Linked DNA regions of Mus musculus: region 2 is linked to region 1. The links are chromatin contacts, called in public HiCAR-type maps. All regions are on one chromosome and are shown on one strand. The core of a region is the stretch at or near the end of the contact, and the rest is flanking DNA. Distances in the headings are between cores, read along the strand shown. Region 1 overlaps Shc3 (src homology 2 domain-containing transforming protein C3). Region 2 has its middle 21 kb from the start of Gm52049.

Evidence for each region. HiCAR-type assays count read pairs that join an accessible place to other places.
Region 2: a contact with region 1 is called in a HiCAR-type map of PVALB interneurons, with 4 times the contacts expected there. The contact joins two enhancer-like sites. A contact is called at or near these places in 1 of 15 datasets of contacts at CTCF or cohesin (CD8 T cells), 2 of 484 Hi-C or Micro-C datasets (nephron progenitors and uterus) and 4 of 115 datasets of contacts at active chromatin or transcription factors (CD8 T cells, PVALB interneurons and embryonic stem cells).

The regions. Positions count from the first base shown.
Region 1 is chr13:51,477,750-51,482,019 of GRCm38.p6, forward strand. It overlaps Shc3 (src homology 2 domain-containing transforming protein C3), which reads right to left. Exons shown (of 12, transcript NM_009167.5): 4 at 2,350-2,469. Among named protein-coding and RNA genes, the nearest start is that of Gm32834, 61 kb to the left of the region's middle. Within about 2 kb of position 3,017, at least 13 of the 459 cell types and tissues checked have an H3K27ac peak or open chromatin away from gene starts, as enhancers often do. A contact at or near this core is called in PVALB interneurons, where this site is marked.
Region 2 is chr13:51,615,593-51,620,431 of GRCm38.p6, forward strand. No RefSeq gene overlaps it. Among named protein-coding and RNA genes, the nearest start is that of Gm52049, 21 kb to the right of the region's middle. Within about 2 kb of position 2,364, at least 60 of the 459 cell types and tissues checked have an H3K27ac peak or open chromatin away from gene starts, as enhancers often do. A contact at or near this core is called in PVALB interneurons, where this site is marked.

The sequences.
Region 1 (4,270 bases), core at 1,767-4,266:
CTGGCCAGGCAGTCTTGGCAAATGTGTGAACTCCAGAACAATGAGAGACTCTGTTTCAAAAATCAAAGTGGAAGATGTCTGACAATCTTCAGCTGAGGTTATCATCCTGTTTACACATACACACATGCTCACACAACTCACACACATTATACACACCATACCACACACAAAAGCAGCACACACATGACACATACATACACACAGACACATGCCATACCAGAGACACAAACAACACAGACATAGGACACACATACACCACACACACGTACTATATACACTTCACACACACACACATTATACCACATACACAAACAGCACACACATAACACACACACACACCATACTGCATACACAAACAGCATAAACATAGCACACACACATACAGCACACACACGTACTATACACCACACATACATACACCACAAACACACATGTCACACACTCTATGCACATGCTATATAACCCCCTCACACACATGCACACATACACAGACACATACATAAGCCACACACATAGTCAACTGGATGTGCGATCACTGTCTTGCTTGCCTCTCACCGCTCCAAGTACCCAAGAGGGAGAAAGGTGGATAAGAAGTCTTAGCCTAGTGCTCTGCTCAGCACTTGTTTCTCCTATAAGAGATTCACTCCAGCCCTCTGCTCAGACCTCAGCACTCAACACTGCTGTTTGTCTGCTCCCTGGGTGGAAGAGGTGGGGGCCTTGCTTTCTCTATTTGCTGCACTGGGGACCTGAACTCAGGATACGGGAAAGACACAGCCATATGCTGTGAACTGTTCCTGTATCCCCTAACTCACACCCCCTGGGTGTGGAAAAGCTACATTTAGACACACCTAACACATGACAGGGGTGAGACGTAGACACCTAAGTAGACCCTACCTAGACCATCCAAGGTAGAACAGGGCCTCGGAACTGGCTGTCTTAGCATTATCCTTACTGGGCTTGTTCTTTCATTAAGTGGAGAATGAGCAAGAAGGGTGGAGAGTTATAGCCTAGGGACCCCTGGAAATGAATGGCCCTTGTGTCACAGAGGCCAGGTTCCAGTTTGCATGGCTACCTAGAGCCTTGTGGGCCAGCCTCCATGAACAGCTGGGGTTCAACTTAAGACAGCCAGTGCAAGGCTAGGCTGACTAGATATCTCAAATCCACAGCCTCGAGAACTGGTTAGTCCAACCCTTAGAAAACTGATAGAAAAGGGTAATCTGTGGCACTCTGGAAGACAAAGAGGTAGCATGAGGAGATGTGGTCAGTTATGTCTCAAAAGAGCCCCGATTCGGTTCTACATTAGATCTAATTGGTCTCTACATCTTGGGTTTTTTTTGGTAGGTAGGTAGGTAGGTAGATAGGTAGGTAGGTAGGTAGGTAGGTAGGTAGATAGATAGATAGATAGATAGATAGATAGATAGATGGTAGATATATAGAGAGGCCTAAAACACAGTCATCACACAGAAATAGATAGATAGATAGATAGATAGATAGATAGATAGATAGATAGATAGATAGATAGATAGAGATAGAGAGAGAGATAGGTGGTAGATATATAGATAGGCCTAAAACACAGTCATCACACAGAAATAGATAGATAGATAGATAGATAGATAGATAGATAGATAGATAGATAGATAGATAGATAGAAGATATATAGATAGGCCTAAAACACAGTCATCACACAGAAATAGATAGATAGATAGATAGATAGATAGATAGATAGATAGATAGATAGATAGATAGATAGATAGATAGAAGATATATAGATAGGCCTAAAACACAGTCATCACACAGAAATAGATAGATAGATAGATAGATAGATAGATAGATAGATAGATAGATAGATAGATAGATAGATAGATAGATAGATATCACACAGAAACACAGCCACCCTACCTGAAATTTGCCTTTATAAGTGTGGTTGTGTAGCCTGGGTCTCCACCTGTCTACACTGCAAGTATGCCAGCCCATCAACCCTGAGACAGGAGGGACTATAAGAGACTCCAACCTAAGATGCTAAGAGGAAGAAAACTCCTGCCTATTAAACCACAGCATGCTGTCTACCTCAAGCAGGATAAGATTAAAATGTGGCCCATAAAACCAATAACGCATGGCTATAAAACAAGGGCAGATGCCAGGACGTTTGCAACCACATCACCGTTTCTTGGTTACAAGCACACCAACAGCCACCATTTAGAGCAGAATTCCAGAGAACCACTCATTCATCAGTGGGCACACTGTCAAGTTGGCTCAAGTTCAAGGTTCGGCCAAGCAGGTTCCGCATGGGCTACTCAGTCAGCTCTGAGCCGGAAGGCCCTGGGATGTCTACCTTGGGCAGCCACACACCTGTTTGGAGTCAGGAGTGCGCAGATTCAGGCTGGCGGTGGAGATGGTCAGGGAGATGCTCATCCCTGCGAACTGGAGGTTGCTCTTCCCCAGGATGCTGGACAGCATCTTACTCGGCGGCTGTGAAATCCAAGGGGGAGAGATTAGCTTTTGATGCAGACTCTGTGTCTGAAAGGGCAAAGGCTGAGATGCCAGTATACCCCAGCCCCAGACTCTCAGTCTATGCACATTCAGGAATATGAGTTATAAAACTGTAAAAGATCTAAGATGTAAACTCTGGGGGAGAACTCCTTGTCTTCCTGGCTGCCTTGACTATAATGCTGGCGTCTCACAGATCCCTTTGATGTAAACCTCCAGAAACCACGCAGGCAGGCTTGGTGTCTCCATCACATGTCAGAAAGTCCTTATGGGAGTATCAGAGAGCTCCAGTGTCCAGCCAGTCACCTTCTCCTGGATCCCTAGGCACATGCTAAAGCCTTTCCTGTGTCCTCCAGGGCCAACCCACGCTTTCCGTTTGGCTAGAACGTCCTCTGATCACTATGCCAAAGAGTTCCTAATCAGACGCACAGTTCTTTAATCCAGTAGGAGAAACAGTGCAGCAGCTGAGGCTGTCTAAAGTGGAGCTGGGAAACAGAAGGTCGCATCCCTCTGCAGAAGCTCAGACCACAGGATGTTCCTGTGACTCAGATAAGAGGCCAGACGCAGACCCGCTGGCCTGGTATACCAACCACTCAGTGGGGAGTAGCCTAGTTAATGAACCAATCAGAATGGATTTGCAGTTTAGGGTGCCTGCCCAGCCAATGACCTGTCTCAAAAGACAAAGTTTAATGGAAAGCTTCTACTTCAAAAGAATACATCCTGCTGAACTTACCTCCGGGTTGCCATGGTTTGGCCGACCCAAACCTCAGCTCTTTGCTCCCAGATAGATGCTATTTCCTTTAGTATCCCTGCCAATTTATTTTCTTCTTTTTCTTTTTACTTGATGCTTCAAAAGAGCCTTTTAGAGAACTCATCTCCCCTGTGCAAGAGTCGGGTCAAGTGCATCTGGGGTACAGTCTGGAAAGCAGCCTTTACCTCCATCTCTTCCCACCAAGAGAAATGCAAGGGAACCACAAGACTTGTTAGGAACACTTCCTCTTAGAGATGGTGGTCTTCCTTGCTGTTTCCAGGGGGGCACCTTGCTTTCTGTATTCAAGATTCTAGAGCTTTGCTTGGTTCCCAGGGACTGACCATCACATAACATCAGCTGCCAAGTTCTGTGCCCTAGGCCCAGTTGCCCTATAGGTTCATGAATGTTCCCAGTTCTAAAGACAGAAGTGACTTGGAGACAAAGCTATCTGGAATCTGAAAGCTCAGACTGGGGCAGATATAAGGCTCTATGTGGTAGGCTTCCCCACAAATCCCTTCTAGGTGGGTAAAAGTTATGATTGTGGCTGCTGAACTATTTCTTTCTTAGATACTTAATGAGAGAGACAGCTTAATTCAATGTTTTCTTCTTCTTTTTTGTAGTGATATATATAGATAGAGATAGAGAGAGATAGAGATAGAGAGAGAGATAGAGAGAGAGATAGAGATAGAGTGAGTGAGTGTGTGTGTGTGTGTGTGTGTGTGTGTGTGTGTGTGTAAGAGAGAGAGTACAGGTGCAGATGTGTGCAAGCACGTGAGACTAAAGGTCATTAGGTGTCTTCCTCTAAAACTCTCTACCTCATACTTGGAGACAGAGTCATGGAACCTGAAGTATACCAATTCTGCAACCCTGACTGACCAGTGAGCCCCAGGACCAGCCTGCCTCTGTTTCTCTAGCACAGGGACTGCAGGCATGTGCTGCCAAGTCAGGCATTTCACATGGATAACTGGGGATCCAAACTCACATTATGCAACAAGCGCTTTACCAGCTGAGTTTTCTCCCCAACCCCCAGAT
Region 2 (4,839 bases), core at 1,114-3,613, 140 kb after region 1:
AGCTCACTGACATTTCTGATTTTCCGTGTTCTTGAAGCCTTGTGTTGCTACCGACACATCTGGAAAAGCAGGCGTGTCCAGTCATTACTGAATGGCTTTGAAAGAGACAGGCATCCACTACTCACCCGAGCTAGGGATTCTGGGAGTCCCTCTGGTCTTTTCTGTGACTTTATCCCTTTGGCTCACAGTTGGGAAATGCCTTGGAAATATAAACCTCATCTGAATCTCGTAAAGCTAAGCCAAGCTCTGAGTTGTTCCCTTTCCCTGGGACGGTGCCCTGAGTGTTCAAGGTTAGTAGCCTGCTCCCAGCTCGGCAAAGTCCAGCTGGTCGCCTGCATGTGCTTGGGGCAACAAACAAAGGCTTATGCACACTGTGTTGGACAACTCTTCGCTCACTTCCGTGATGCAATGACTAACAAAAGCAATGGAAGGAGGAGTTTATTCTGCTCACCGGCTGGTCCATCATACTGTGGAGATCCTAGAGGGGGTGCAAGACAGCTGGTCGCAGGGCAGCCACAGTCAGGAAACAGATGAACGCCAGTGCCCTCCTCACTCTCTCTTTTTTAAGTCTAGAATCCTAGCCCACGAGATGATGTCACACTCACTTGGGGTGGGTCTTCTTACCTCAACTAGCCCAATCTAGATAAGACACACCCAGAGGCTAACTTAACAAAGTCCCTCATAAGCACGCCCAGGAGGTAATCTATGTGACCCTATATGCCACCAAGTTGACTATCAGCGTTAGTTTATGGGAGACCACTAGCTATTGGGATGTATACAGAATTCCCCGAGACCCATCTAGACTTCTAGCAGGAGCAACTGCAGTGGTGGAGGGATGTGACTGACCTCTCAGAGCTTCCAAGGTATCTGGATGACCAATCATTCTTTGTTGGATTCGAGACCCTGTCATTATGAACCCCGCCCCTTCTCCCCCACCCCACCCCCTTTCCTGCCTAGCCCCAGGCTATTTACTCAGGAAGAGGCAAAGGGTTTGAGTAGACCAAAACAGAACCACGCCTGTTGGGCTCCCACGTGACCAGGAAACCAGGCATTCGTTGTGTTCTTGTTTTCCCTCCTTAGAGAAGTCACCGCAGGAGGATGCTCTTGTCACTGAGTTCTGCAGATGGGGACCGGCCTATGAGACAGTGAACCTGCCTCATCTACTCTCCTTGACAGGCTTGTTCCTCCCAACCCTCACCCCCTTCCTCTAATGAGGTATTGAAGCCTCTCTGCTGAGCTCCCCGGGCCTCCCACAAAGGCATCCGTATGCATGGGCGGTTGCCAAACTCAGTGTGCCTGTGGGATGCTGAGGGCTGCAGTCTCCTGCTGTGCCTATGTTGGCAGTGTCTCTCCGTGTGTTGGTTTGTGAGTCACGAGATGAATGGCTACTTTTTATTGGTGTCTTAATATTCTTCTTTGGTTCTTATTGCTTTAAGAACATAATGCATACACACATGCATAATTTACAGGATCCAGTTGTTAAGACATCAGACAGGTAGATTTTTCTTAGTGGGGAGTGGAGGTCAGTGCCTGCAAGCCCAGCACTTTGGCCACTAAGGCAGGAGGATCATGAGTTCAAGACCAACCTGGGCCACACTAACAGTTACGAGCTAGGTTGGGTTAGAATGAGACTGCATCTCAAACACAATAAAGCAAAAACACCCACAAAAAAAAAAAAAAACAAAAACAAAAAAACAAAAAAAAAAACCAAAACAAAAAAACAATTCCCTTTCTGTTTACCCAGGAAACTAAAGACTTTATACTTATCCTAAAATAACACACACACACCACACCACACCACACACACACACACACACACACACACACACACACACACACACATCTAAGTGAACAGACATTCTGTTAGCTGAAGCTCTATGGATTACAGTCTTACTGAGCCACTGAAATTCTGGAACACATCCAATTATAATGTGCCAACAAGCCAAAACTATTGTAAACTTTGTTAGATATTGATATTAAATGTGCATAATTCAGTGTTTGAAGAGCCCTTTTTCCTAGGAAGAACACACAATTTCCTGGTATCTTAAATACATAGTATTGTGACAAACGTACCTTCTTATTTTTCTGTTTTTCTGCCTGTTGGCTATGGTTGAGTGGTTTGTTGGTTGGTTGGTTTGTTTTGGATCTTTGGGCTTTATGGTTTGGGGGAGTCTTTTGGGGTTGTTTTGTTTATTTTGCCACCTTAAAAGCTGTTAGACAAGCCAATATGCAGGATAACCTGCCATGTCTTCTGCTTCCTGTCCTGCAGAATCTGGTTATTTTCTGCCACCCTAGCGTCCTTTAGCCAGTGATACTGGAGCTGGCTCCGCCCCATAGGAATCTTGTGAGCCTATGGCTATACACTTGGTAGGCTGGAATCTGACGCAGAGAAGGAATACTAACACTGGGGGTTAGTCCATGTTTCAGAAGAAGGAGGGAAGGGAGAGGGGAGAGAGAAGGGGGGGAGAGGAAGGAGGAGGGAGGGAAAGCGGGGTCATCCTAGTTCTAAAAGTGGGCTGCTGGTAAACACTAGGAGCAATACGCCCCCTTGTGGCTGTTTTCAGGATTGCAGGAGATGCGTGGCTAAAGATCAATTATTTCATCCCAAACACTTTTTATATAAGGCTTTAGAATAGTGTTGATGTTTTTATTGTTAAATATCACCTGACTGCCTAGGTTTTATTCAAAGGATCCAAGGAACATGGTTTGAATAGCATTACCAAGGATTGTAAATATCCATTGGTATAAGCTTTTTCTTGCAAAATTTCGTTTTTTAAGACTAGATTTTCTATAGTTTGCTGTGGCCATGTCAAAGGAAACAGCCTGACCCGAGGTCATCTGTGTCCTTCATGTGCACAGTGGTACCACAGAGGAACAAAAGCCCCTCGGCTCTGCATATTAAGTCAAATGACCTGAAGTCTCCATTCCATTTCACACACATGATAGACAGTTTCTTATTGTGTCAGAACCCCCCCCCCCCCCCAGGCACCCCGGTCCTGGCAAGCTAGCTGCGTTCTTCCTTCCCTGAAGCTCCTTGCCGTATAGTTCCAGGTGACAGTTCAAAGACTACATTGCAGTAGAGCCTCTGCTTCCGCAGGAGGTTAACCTTGTCAGGTTGACAAGATCTAGAATCACTAAGGAAAAAAGCCTTGGGGCATATGGGGGCGGGGGGGGGGGGTTTCCAGACTGGGTTAACCGAGGTGGGAAGGCTCAGTATGGAACGTGGCAGCTGCTACCGGATAGGTTGAGCTAGCGCTCCCTCTCGCTCCCCCCCTCACCTTCTACCTCCCCTCCCCTCCCCTCCTCCTCCCTCCCCTCTTCCTCCCCCCTCCTCTCCTCTCCTCTCTCTCTCTCTCTCTCTCTCTCTCTCTCTCTCTCTCTCTCTCTCTCTCTCTCTCTCTCTCTCTCTCTCAGCCACTTCTAGCTCCTACCACTTCCCCACTATTCTCTTGTGAACCAAAACAAATCCTTCCTTCCTTAAGCTGCTTGGTTCAGGCATTTTGTTACAGCAGCAAGAAAAGTGAGCTATCTAACACACCATGCAGCTGTTCTAAACCAGTATCCCCCACCCACCTGACCATTATGTCAAGCAGAGTGAAGGGAAGCCAGCCTCTCTCATCCTGCAGGAAAGTTATCCAGTCCCGGCAGAGCAGGACCTCACACAGAGTTCCTGAGTTAAGAGCACAGGCAGGGTTTCTTTATTTAGCCCTGGCTGTCCTGGAACTCACTTTGTAGACCAGGCTGGCCTCGAACTCAGAAATCCACCTGCCTCTGCCACCCAAGTGCTGGGATTAAAGGCGTGCACCACCATTGCCCCAGCTACCATTAACTTTCATGTATTACCTGGCATTGCCTTCTGGAATGACTTTGAAGAAGGGACTTAAATTTGTATAGCATTCTTTGTCTGGGAGGAAAAAAACAAAACCAGAACTCACAGAACAGACCCGCTTTGGCACATACATTTGTATTTGCAACACACTATTTCGAAGGATTATGCCTTTAATCCTCGCACTGGGGAGAGACAAGTGAATCTTCTGGTTCAGTCTATTTGGTATTCTGTAAGATTTGTGTACGTTTATCGGCATCTCCTTCTTTTGGTTAGGGACCAAGTTTTTTCTACAATTTTGTTGAAAATATTTTCTATGTCTTTGACCTGGGTTTCTTCTTCTTGCTTCTTCCTCTATTCCTATTATTCTATTTTTTTAAGATTTATTTATTTTTATTTATATGAGTACACTGTAGTTGTCTTCAGACACACACTAGAAGAGTACATCAGACTCCATCACAGATGGTTGTGAGCCACCATGTGGTTGCTGGGATTTGAACTCAGGACCTCTGGAAGAGCAGTCAGTGCTCTTAACCACTGAGCCATCTCTCCAGCCCTATTCCTATTATTCTTAGACTTGAACTTTTCATAGTGTCCTGAATTTCTGGATGTTTGTGTCAAGAGTTTTTAGATTTAACTTTTCTTTTCTTACCAAGTTATATCTTTCTTTTACCAGGTCTCCAGTGCCTGAAATTCTCTCTCTACCGCTTACATTGTGTTGGTGACGCCTCTGTGGTTCCTGTTTTGAGTTCCTATATTTTTATTTCCAGTTTGCCCTCAGTTTGGGTTTTCTTTACTGATTATATTTCTATTTTCAGGTCTTGAATAGTTTTATTTATTATTTCCTTCCATTGTTTATGTTTTCATAGATTTCTTTAGGGGATTTATTCATTTCCTCTTTATCCTTAAGGATCTCTATCAGATGCATCAAGGCTATTGTTAAGTTTTTTGTTTTTTTTTTTAATGAATGAATGAATGGATGGATGGATGAATATCAGGTCACTAGGGTAAAG